2 separate regions of the Ovis aries genome follow, and region 2 is linked to region 1. The links are chromatin contacts, called in public Hi-C maps. All regions are on one chromosome and are shown on one strand. Each heading gives the region's core, a stretch centred on a gene start, on an enhancer-like site or on the middle of the called end of the contact. The rest is flanking DNA. Distances are from core to core; before and after follow the strand shown. Region 1 has its middle 28 kb from the start of TPRG1. Region 2 holds the start of BCL6 (BCL6 transcription repressor).

Region 1 (4,716 bases), core at 959-3,458:
AAGAGCCAAAAAATTCCCTCTCAAAACTCCATCATAGATGGTCTGTGGGCCAAGGACGGCATGTATGCTGCACATACTGAATGTGAATTAGCATATTGGGCAGCAGATAAATGATGCTTAATAGGCACTGCAGAGATGGCTGGTCTCTAGTCACCTTCCTACATGTACCCTCTTGCAACTAGAGCCAGGGACCAAGTGATATAGGTTTCGTGTTTAAGAAAGTTAATTTATTAATATAATGGGGGTGAGCATAAAATAAAGTTTAATGTAAGCAGCTCTAATGAAAAGCATAGGAAAGAAGTCAGTCTTAAAAGGCTACATACTGTATATGATTTCAGCTGTATGACATTCTGGAAAGGCAAAACTTGGGAGACAATAAAGAGGTCAGTGGTTACCAGGGAGTGGGGAAAGGGATGAACACAGAATGTTTTTAGGGCAGTAAAACTCTAATGCAACCTCTGTGCTTTGGTTGATTATGATATGTCAGTAGAGGTTCATGGGTAATCGGTGGTAACAAACATACTCCTCTTGGAACAGCTGATAGTAAATGGGGGAGCCACGTGGAATGGCAAGGAATACATAGGAAGTCTCTCTATCTTCCTCTTAATTAAGCTGTGAACCTAAAAGTGCTCTAAAAAACAGTATCTTTAAAAATATCAAGAATAAGTAGCATAATTTTGTCATTAATTTAAAATATAGGAAAATATCTAGGACCTAATATATGAGAAGGACAGGATGTGGTTAGCTCTAGGATCAGAACAGGAAAGGTCACGTTAGTGAAGGGACTGTCCACAGCGGTAGGTATTAAACTATGTTTTGCTGGGCTTCAGTATTGCCCCAAAGCATCTACATGCACCAAGGAAGGGAGATGGAGGGTGGGAGACAATTCTTCAGGCTCTAAACTGTCCCTTCTACTTCACCCTGAATATCTATGGCTTCAGCTAGTTTACATATGGGTTCCATGCTGCTGCTGCTGCTAAGTCGCTTCAGTCGTGTCCGACTCTGTGAGACCCCATAGATGGCAGCCCACCAGGCTCCCCTGTCCCTGGGATTCCCCACGCAAGAACACTGAAGTGGGTTGCCATTTCCTTCTCCAGTGCATGAAAGTGAAAAGTGAAAGTGAAGTCACTCAGTCGTGTCCGACTCTTAGCGACCCAATGGACTGCAGCCCACCAGGCTCCTCTGTCCATGGGATTTTCCAGGCAAGAGTACTGGAGTGGGGTGCCATTGCCTTCTCCGATAGGTTCCATAGGAGACTTCAAATAACTAAAGGGTCTAGAAGCTTGAGAGCATACGTATAGACACTTGTCCAGATTACTTTACCACTGAAACCTGATCCCAGATTTTCCTGCTAACTCATCTTATATGGACTCATTGCCTTACTCAGACATTCAAAGTCTTTCATGGCCTGGCCTCAACCTTTTTCCAGCTTTTGTCTATAACTTCTTTCCCACATTCCTTACTTATCAATCAGATTACCTAACAGTTTACACTCCTAAAATGGTGCTTTTTAAGATACAATTATTTGCTAACATGTCAGGTTTTTCCATTAGACTGGGAGCTCTTCAAGTCGTTTTCAGTCACTCAGTCGTGTCTGACTTTCTGTGACCCCATGGATTGCAGCATGTCAGGGAAGGGCAGGCGTCCCTGTCCTTCACTATCTCCCAGAGTTTGCTTAGACTCATATCCGTTGAGTCAATGATGCCATCTGACCATCTCGTCCTGTCACCCTCTTCTCCTCTTGCCTTCACTCTTTCCCAGCATCACGGTCTTTTCCAATGAGTAGGCTCTTCACATCAGGTGGCCAAAGTATTGGAGATTCAGCTTCAGCATGAGTCCTTCTAATGAATATTTAGGACCGATTTCCTTTAGGATTGACTAGTTTGATCTCCTTGCTGTCCAAGGGACACTCAAGAGTGTTCTCAAGCATCACAGTTCAAAAGCAACAATTCTTTGATGCTCAGTCTTCTTTATGGTCCTTCTTAATGCTCTTCAAGGGCAGGAACCATATTTTGTTCATTATAAGAAGGAAAGTGGGCCCCTTCTCCAAAGTGTTGGTTGAGCAAACGTTCTCACTTGAACTGCAGTGACCAGCAGTTGCCACCAGATGGCAGTGTGCGGACACTTTTCCCTTACCAACCAGAAGGGAGGGGGAAGGTTAGGGCAAATTGCCTTTCATCTCTGTCCTTGCAGACTGACAAACAAATCTCCGCAGACATCAGAGCTTGTGACTGGGCAGGAGACGTCACATGGTGAATCAGAACCTCAGGCGGCTGCTGTATTCCCTCGATACCGCCTCTCTCTGAAAACTTTCCTTCTGGAGGCTGAGAAAGGATTATTCTAGTCTGTGTTCTAGGACAGAGGAACTTGGAGTTGAGTTTGATTGTCACAGGCACACGATGACCATCTTTTCAACACTTAGGAGAAATGGCCACCAACACCCACTGATTGCTGCCATCTGTTGAGGTTTCTTAACCTCCTGCCCAGCCCCACCTACTACGCCCAGGCAACAAGCAGAAGTCAGCCAAACATGCCGGCTAACTTCTGAAGACAGCGGCTTCCCCAAGTTCCTGCCTCCTTCCGCACTGGAGAATCCTGGATGATCAGCTCAGGAGACCTTCAGGTGCTCTGAGCCTGCAGCCCCTCACCGCTTCACTACCTGGGGACCCTGTGCTCTGCTCTGGAATGTCTCAGAAGAAAATGGCTCCCAAATAGAAGACAGCCCCAGGCCAAGTGAAGAAACAAGGAGAAATATCTCCAAAAGACCTTCCAGACTCGAAGTGCCCTGGTACAAAAAGGGCCTTACCTTTTCACTTCCTTCTGTTTCTGTAGGCCTCTAATCTCACCACAGTCCAGGAAGGCAGGAGCCTTCCCTTCTTGCTCCTTTGAAAGCTTCTATGTTGTGTCTCCCATCATCCAAAATGCTCTAGCCCCTCTAAACTTGTCCTGTTCCTACAGACTTCTCCTTTTCTTCACTGCTAGAGTAGAGAGTATAATTGGATATAAGTCAAGAAGATTCTGAAGAGTTCAATTTCTTTTAGTCAAACAAGCTCCCAGTTCTAAGGGGATCTCCCTGAGATGGGTCTCACTGCTAACTCTGCTCCACCTTGAGCAACACACCTCGTTCAGTGGATAGAGGGGTAGTTAAGACCCAAGCTCTGGAGTCAGCAGATGTGGGTCAAATTCTGCCTCTGCCACATCCTAACTACTTGACCTTGGGTGAGTTGTTCAACCTCTCCAAATCTTAGCTTCCTCATCTATAGAATGGACGAAGCATCTACATATCTCAGAGGGATGTTGTACTCATTAAATAAGGCTTGTAAAGTATTTAGCACAGTACCAATTCAAGGGGCATTAAGTAAATGCTCGGACTCACTATTAGCATTAACAGAAATACCCTGCAGAAGACACAGCTCACTAGAAGTAACTCTTGGTGTGATATGCTAGAGAAGGAAATGGCAACCTACTCTAGTATTCTTGCCTGGAAAATTCCATGGACAGACGAGCCTGGTAGGCTACAGTCTATAGGGTCACAAAGAGTCAGACACGACTGAGCCACTTCACTTCACTTTACTTCACATTCAGCAAAGCTGCAGAAACATCTAAAGACTCCAAAAGCTTTTCATAAATCCTACTGGGACCTATCCCTTCAATGAGATCCGTTTTGCTTTTATTTGTTTAGTTTTTTATTCAGTAGGATCTAACTGAGCTTATAAGCTGTGGCAAGCTCAAGGGAGGCTGGGAAGGTACATATAAGACAGCCTCTGTCCTCAAAGAACTCAGAGCACATTGAGGAACCCACCCACAAGCAATTATAATGTAGTGGGATCTGTGCTTGAACCTGGGTAAACACACCATCCTGCAGATGCAGAAGGAGGGAGCCTGAGATCCAGCACATCTTGCAAGGCATTGTCAGCCCTTCATGCTCTAACTCTAGCCTTCCCGGCAGTGTCTAATCCAAGAAATAATTGTCTTCCTGACAGTACACTGTGGTATCTCAGCTCTCTAACCATGGCACTGACTGTGCTCTCTTAATGCAATGTCCACCTGCCTGGAAAACTGCTACCAGCTCTCTAAGTCTCTGCCTAAAGATAGCAACCTGTGAGAAGTCTTCCTCAGTCACCCTAGAGAGACTTGAGGGCTTCTCCACAGCAACTGTGAGCTCACGGAAAGTTGGGGCAGCATACTTCTACCTTGGTATCCAGCACTTGACTCAGTGGCCAGTGCCAAACTGGCATTCAGCAGTGACGGTGCACAAAGAAACCTGCCTCTGTGCACCACGCTCCCCAGCCCCTTGCGACCAGCACTGCCCTCCTTTCAGCCAGTACAGGGAACAAACCAACCCACTGAAGCAAGGGTCTGCTGTCACCCAGATCCGTTATAGGAGCTCTATACTGTTACAGAAAAGTTTCTATTGTCATCCAAAGTTTCTTTCCTTTTAATGCCCACCAGTTTGGGCGTGGTTTTACTCTGTAGAACAAAGCAGAATAAATAGGTACATATTCTCTTCAACATAGCAACCCTTCAAATATATGAAGACATCAGATAAATATGTCAATATAAAACCCTCATTTGTGTTTATTCCTTTTCAAACACACGCAGCTAATTAAGTAATCATTAACACACATTTTTTAAGTGCCTAACATATGCTGAGTACTTCATAGAAGCTTTGAGCATCATAAATTTAGTCTTGATATTTTCAACACCATCAGCATA
Region 2 (4,716 bases), core at 940-3,439, 1.4 Mb after region 1:
AATGTTCATTTCCACAAGGGTGACGGGATTAGGCCTATGTATATTTTTCAAAAAACCTTCAAAAGACAGGCTTTTCTGCAGAAGCTGCAGTAATCCATCTGTCAATAAGTATTAAAATATTCAGATTTCAAAGGGACAGACACACTTTAGGCATTTTTCCTAAGCTCCAGCCCTTGTGGAAAACAATCGACCCCTTCGATCTCTCCTGGTTCTAAAAACTCCAACACGGCCTTTTCAAAAGGGGGGCTGCACTGACATTTTCAGCAACAGATCTGAACTTCTTAGAGACTTCTGGGAAAGAGATCCCCAAATATCCCAGGAAATAGCCAGTAATCTCTCTGCTCACTTCTCCACTATAAACCCAAATTTGGAGAGGTAGATTATTTGGGGAGATATCTTTATTGGAAATTAACATGTGCAGAAATTTTGTGGAACCTTTAAGAACTCCTCTGTAATTTAATGAGTCCGCCTGAAGGACTTTCATAGCCAAGGCTCAGAACAGCCTGACCTTTGAAAGCTGCTTCTGGTCCAAACATTTTGGGTTAATACTTGAGGAATCTGAAATATTATTTTCCCCTCACACCCTCTTTTAAGAGAGAGACATAAAAGAAACAAGAGTCTCCCTCATTCAGGGATGAGTAGGAGGGGAAAAAAACCCCAACCAACATTTAAATAGGGAAACTGGCAGTTCTGAATAAACAAACCAAGGCCCACAGTGAAATGATTCTGCACTGCATTTGCCTTTAAAAAGAAAGGAAGGAAGAAAGAAAGATTTCCCCCCTTTTCCTCCTCCTCCTAACTCAGCTCTAAAACTAAGAGGACTGTGCTGCGTGAACCGCGTTGTAGTTGTAGCACAGTCTGTTCTAAATCCACGCAGTATCTGTGATACTGGCACCGCAGGCCTTTAGAATTCCCTCCGGCTGGTCTCTTTAAACACAGACAGGAGAGATTTTTAACAACGACCTTGAAACGAGCTGGGAGAGAGCGGGGGGAACCAAGACCTAAAGAAAAAGCAGAACACAAACATGTATTTGGCTCACAGAATTTTGTAGAACACACGCGTACGCGTACACATACACATACACACACGTTTCTTGCAGCAAGAATTTTCCTAAGAGTCAACAATAACAGAGTAAACCCACCACTTGCTGTCCTGGAAAGAAACAAACCAAAACAAATCCTTTGAACATGTCTTTCTAGCGCAGGAGAGCGTCCTCTCAGTAAAAGTCCAAGGGAAAAAGGAAAATTGAACACCCTTCCCCGCCCCCCTGAAAAAAGTGGGGGTCGGAATTGTTACATATGACAAAAAACTCAAGCTTCTTTCAACACTATCAGTATTAAAATAACACGTCTTCCTTAAATCGTTTGAGACATTTCATAGGGGTAAAACAAAACAAAATCCAACCGATGCGGGATCCTACGATTTACGTAACATCACAAAGTTGCAAAAGGCAAAAATCAGAAGCAAAAATCCGCAAACCATCATAATACAACCACCCCAAATCCCAAACCACCACACCAAGGAAAAAAAAAAAAATCCCAAACTGTCCCAAATAAAAATAAAGCAAATGAACCCACCGAAAACTGCTTGGCAAATATTTTTCTCGTGGTGCCTAATATTCTAGCTGGAAAGAGCTGTGGTGTTTTTTTTTTTTTTTTTTCCCTTACTCGCCCCGAAACCTACTATATATAACAGACTTTTCCCAAAGGTTCGAACCTCTCGCTTCCTTTTGTGTTTTGAGCTCGGAGGAGCTGAGTTTATGGGGAAGAGAGGAGAAATGAGCCCCAGACCCCGGGGAAGCAAAGCGCACTCCCCCTCTTATGTCACCGAATAGCAAATTAGTTCTCAGAATTCCAGAGGCCGAGCTTTGCTACAGCGAAGACGCCGACGTCACAGAGGGGCGCCCACGTGACGGTGGCGGAGCAGGCTGTACCACCGACCGGGGGCCGGGGAGGGAGAGCCACCGTCCGGCCCCTCGACCCTCGCGCCGAAATCTCCAAACCCGAGACGTTCAGCCCGTGAGGACCCCAAAATCTGCGGGACAGCGGGAAAATATTTTGGCTTGGAGGGCTTTTTATGGCCCGGAGGAGGCATAAGTCGTGGAGAGCTGACACCGAGTCCTCCCCTGCTACGTAGCAGTGGTAAAGTCCCCAGCTCAAATTCCGAGAATTGAGCTCTGTTGATTCTTAGAACTGGGGTTCTTAGAAGTGGTGATGCAAGAAGTTTCTAGGAAAGGCCGGACACCAGGTGATTATTGCTGTTGCTGCCGCCGCTGCTGCTGCCGCCGCCGCTGTTGCCGCTGGTGCCGCTGCCGCCGCCGCTGCTCATGATCATTATTTTACCTTTTAATTCTTTTTTTCTGCTCTTGCCAAATGCTTTGGCTCCAAGTTTCCTATGTGTATCTATTGATGTAAATGTATATATTTATTTATTGTAGCTGTCAGGTGTTAAAATAAATGCCGAAGATTAGTCCCACGTCTCTCCCACTCTAGGATGTAGATTTTTATATTTTTATTATTTTATTCTTGTTGTCTTTGAGTGAATTGGCCGGTTTGGGGAGGCTTTTGCCACCCTCCCTTGTGTTGTTTTGGTTTTTGAAGAGGAGGTGGAGGAGAGGAAGGAGGGGAATTAGGGGGCGGCCGGAGCAGAAAGGACGAGACAGTGCTTGGGGGGTGATTCGGGCAAGTCTGGGGGCTGTCTGGCCCCAGACGGCGGAGAGGACGCGCGCTCGCGCTCTCGCTCTTTCTGCTGCTGCTTGCGTACGGCTTGTGATCTCGCTGGATTCGTGCGGCTGTGTTTTTTTTTCCCTCTTTTCTCGCTTGCAAACTGCCTTCCTTGCTCCCTCGCTCCAGCCTCGCCTTCCTTCCTTCCCTCTCCTTTCCCTCGCCTCTCCTTCCTTCCCCTCTCCCGTCCTTCTTGGTCACTCCGGGAGGCGAGGAGGGAGACTGCCCTTTCGCTCGCCCCGCTGGCTCCCTTCCACCGGCCTCGGTCCTCTCGATTCCCCACCTCCGAGCCGAGATTTTGGAGGAGAAATGCAAGCGAACTCCTAGTGGATATTTATTTTTTTTCCCCTTCATAAACCCAGATGAAGTGTTCCTTTCTGAGCCGCGATCTTCCTAACGAGATCCGAGCGTTTTGGTGTCCCCTTCCCCTGCGTTTTGGGGGAGGTTTAGCTTGCCTGGGGGCGGGGATGTTGAATAGTTTGGAAATCATTCTTTCTTGGTTGCAGTCTAGGGAGTCGGGAACCCCCGCGCGCTCCCTCTCCCGGTCCTGGGGAGAGAGGCTTGTGGCGGGATGGGGATTTGGGGGTGGGGGTGGGAAAGGGGTGCGCGTTTGCACCTGCGGTGCTGTTCAGAGTGCGGGGACTCCGGGAACCTTCGCAGAACGGCCCAGCCAAGCGGGAAGGTGGCGGGATTTCTGGCGGTCGTGGTGTTTGTATTTTGGGCGCTGCGTGACTCGGTGTTAGCTCCCAATGGCTGTTTCCCTGCTTTCCTAAATTTTTATTTTTCCCGTGGTGCAAGCTTTGTGAAAACAAACAAAACAAAAACTGCGGGTCGGAGAGTAGCGGCGTCAGGCTTCAGATTCCCGAGGTCTTTGCACAGGGCGAGGGAAAAAACAAACAGCCCCAGCCCGCGTTCCTACGTGCAAGACCCGGGAGGAGAGAAGGGCACTTTGTGGCCCTGGCTGGGGGACCTGGCGCCGGAGGAGGGGGCGCGGGCGCGAACGGGAGATCTTTGTGAGTGATTTTGCAGAAATGGATTGCGAGGTTGGTTGGATTTGCAACCTGTAGCTCTCCTCGAGGGAGTAGGAATGGGGGAAGGCGGCGGCGGCGGCGGCCGGGGGCGGGAGCCGGTAGGGAGTGGAAGCCTCGGAAATCGGCTGCGCTGGGGAGCCGCGGGAGCGAGGGGGCCACTCCGCTGCCGGATGTAGTGACCGTGGTAAATGTCTTGAGAACTGTAGATTGCGTTGCCGTTATGATGCCGTGTTATTGGAACTCTGGCCAAATATGGAACTCGTGTTGCAATAATTGAGTTTTAAAAGCTATCCCATGGAAAACAAGTACACAATCCTACAAATTAAAAAAAAAAAAAGCTTGAAAAGGATCCTGTTTATGTTGTGCCCCTTCTCTAAATGTTTGTCTTGGTGGTGCGGGTCCTGACAGCTGAGCCGAAGGAATGGCCCCAAACTGGGCGCTCAAAGTCAAGAACTGTTACTGGGTCCCTGACCTCTTCTGTGAGCTCGCCATCCCCTCCAGGAAACTGATTTAATCCTTTCGGATTTTTTTTTGTTCAATCAGTTTATAGTTTCCAGGAGGAGAATCTTGTAATGCCCCCCCCCCCTTTAAAGTAAAGTGAGTGTCAGTAGATGCATTTTTTTTTACTGTCAAAAAGGAAAAAAAAAAAAATGGGGCAGGAGAGAAGGAACCAGGGAAAGGGCTGTTTAGAAATACAGTTTGTGGCTCAGAGCGATGCCACTGGCTTCCTCTACAGAGACTGCCAGTTTCCCTTTTTCTTTGCAAGGTGTGTGTGGTTTTGATAAATAACTTAAGAAAAAAATTAAGAGGGGGCCCGGCAAGATCCGTCAGGAGACAGGTATCTATTTTGCTCGCTATTTACTACCAAGAGCCTTTGGCACTTGAACAGAACCTCGTAAATCTGCAGCCCAAGTTGAAGTTCATCTGGCCCTAGTCCACACGCTATTCCTGGAGGTAGCAA

The links. A called contact is a pair of places that touch in the nucleus more often than the background predicts.
Region 2: a contact with region 1 is called in a Hi-C map of tail adipose tissue, with 8 times the contacts expected there. The contact joins the promoter of BCL6 here to the enhancer-like site in region 1. A contact is called at or near these places in 12 of 16 Hi-C or Micro-C datasets (blood, hypothalamus, liver and 6 more).

The regions. Positions count from the first base shown.
Region 1 is chr1:199,000,488-199,005,203 of ARS-UI_Ramb_v3.0, forward strand. No RefSeq gene overlaps it. Among named protein-coding and RNA genes, the nearest start is that of TPRG1, 28 kb to the left of the region's middle. Within about 2 kb of position 2,209, at least 18 of the 54 cell types and tissues checked have an H3K27ac peak or open chromatin away from gene starts, as enhancers often do. A contact at or near this core is called in muscle and tail adipose tissue, where this site is marked.
Region 2 is chr1:200,382,772-200,387,487 of ARS-UI_Ramb_v3.0, forward strand. BCL6 (BCL6 transcription repressor) reads left to right here and starts at 2,190. Exons shown (of 10, transcript XM_042233309.1): 1 at 2,190-4,716. LOC105602706 (a long non-coding RNA gene) reads right to left here and starts at 1,841. Exons shown (of 3, transcript XR_001021447.5): 1 at 1,579-1,841.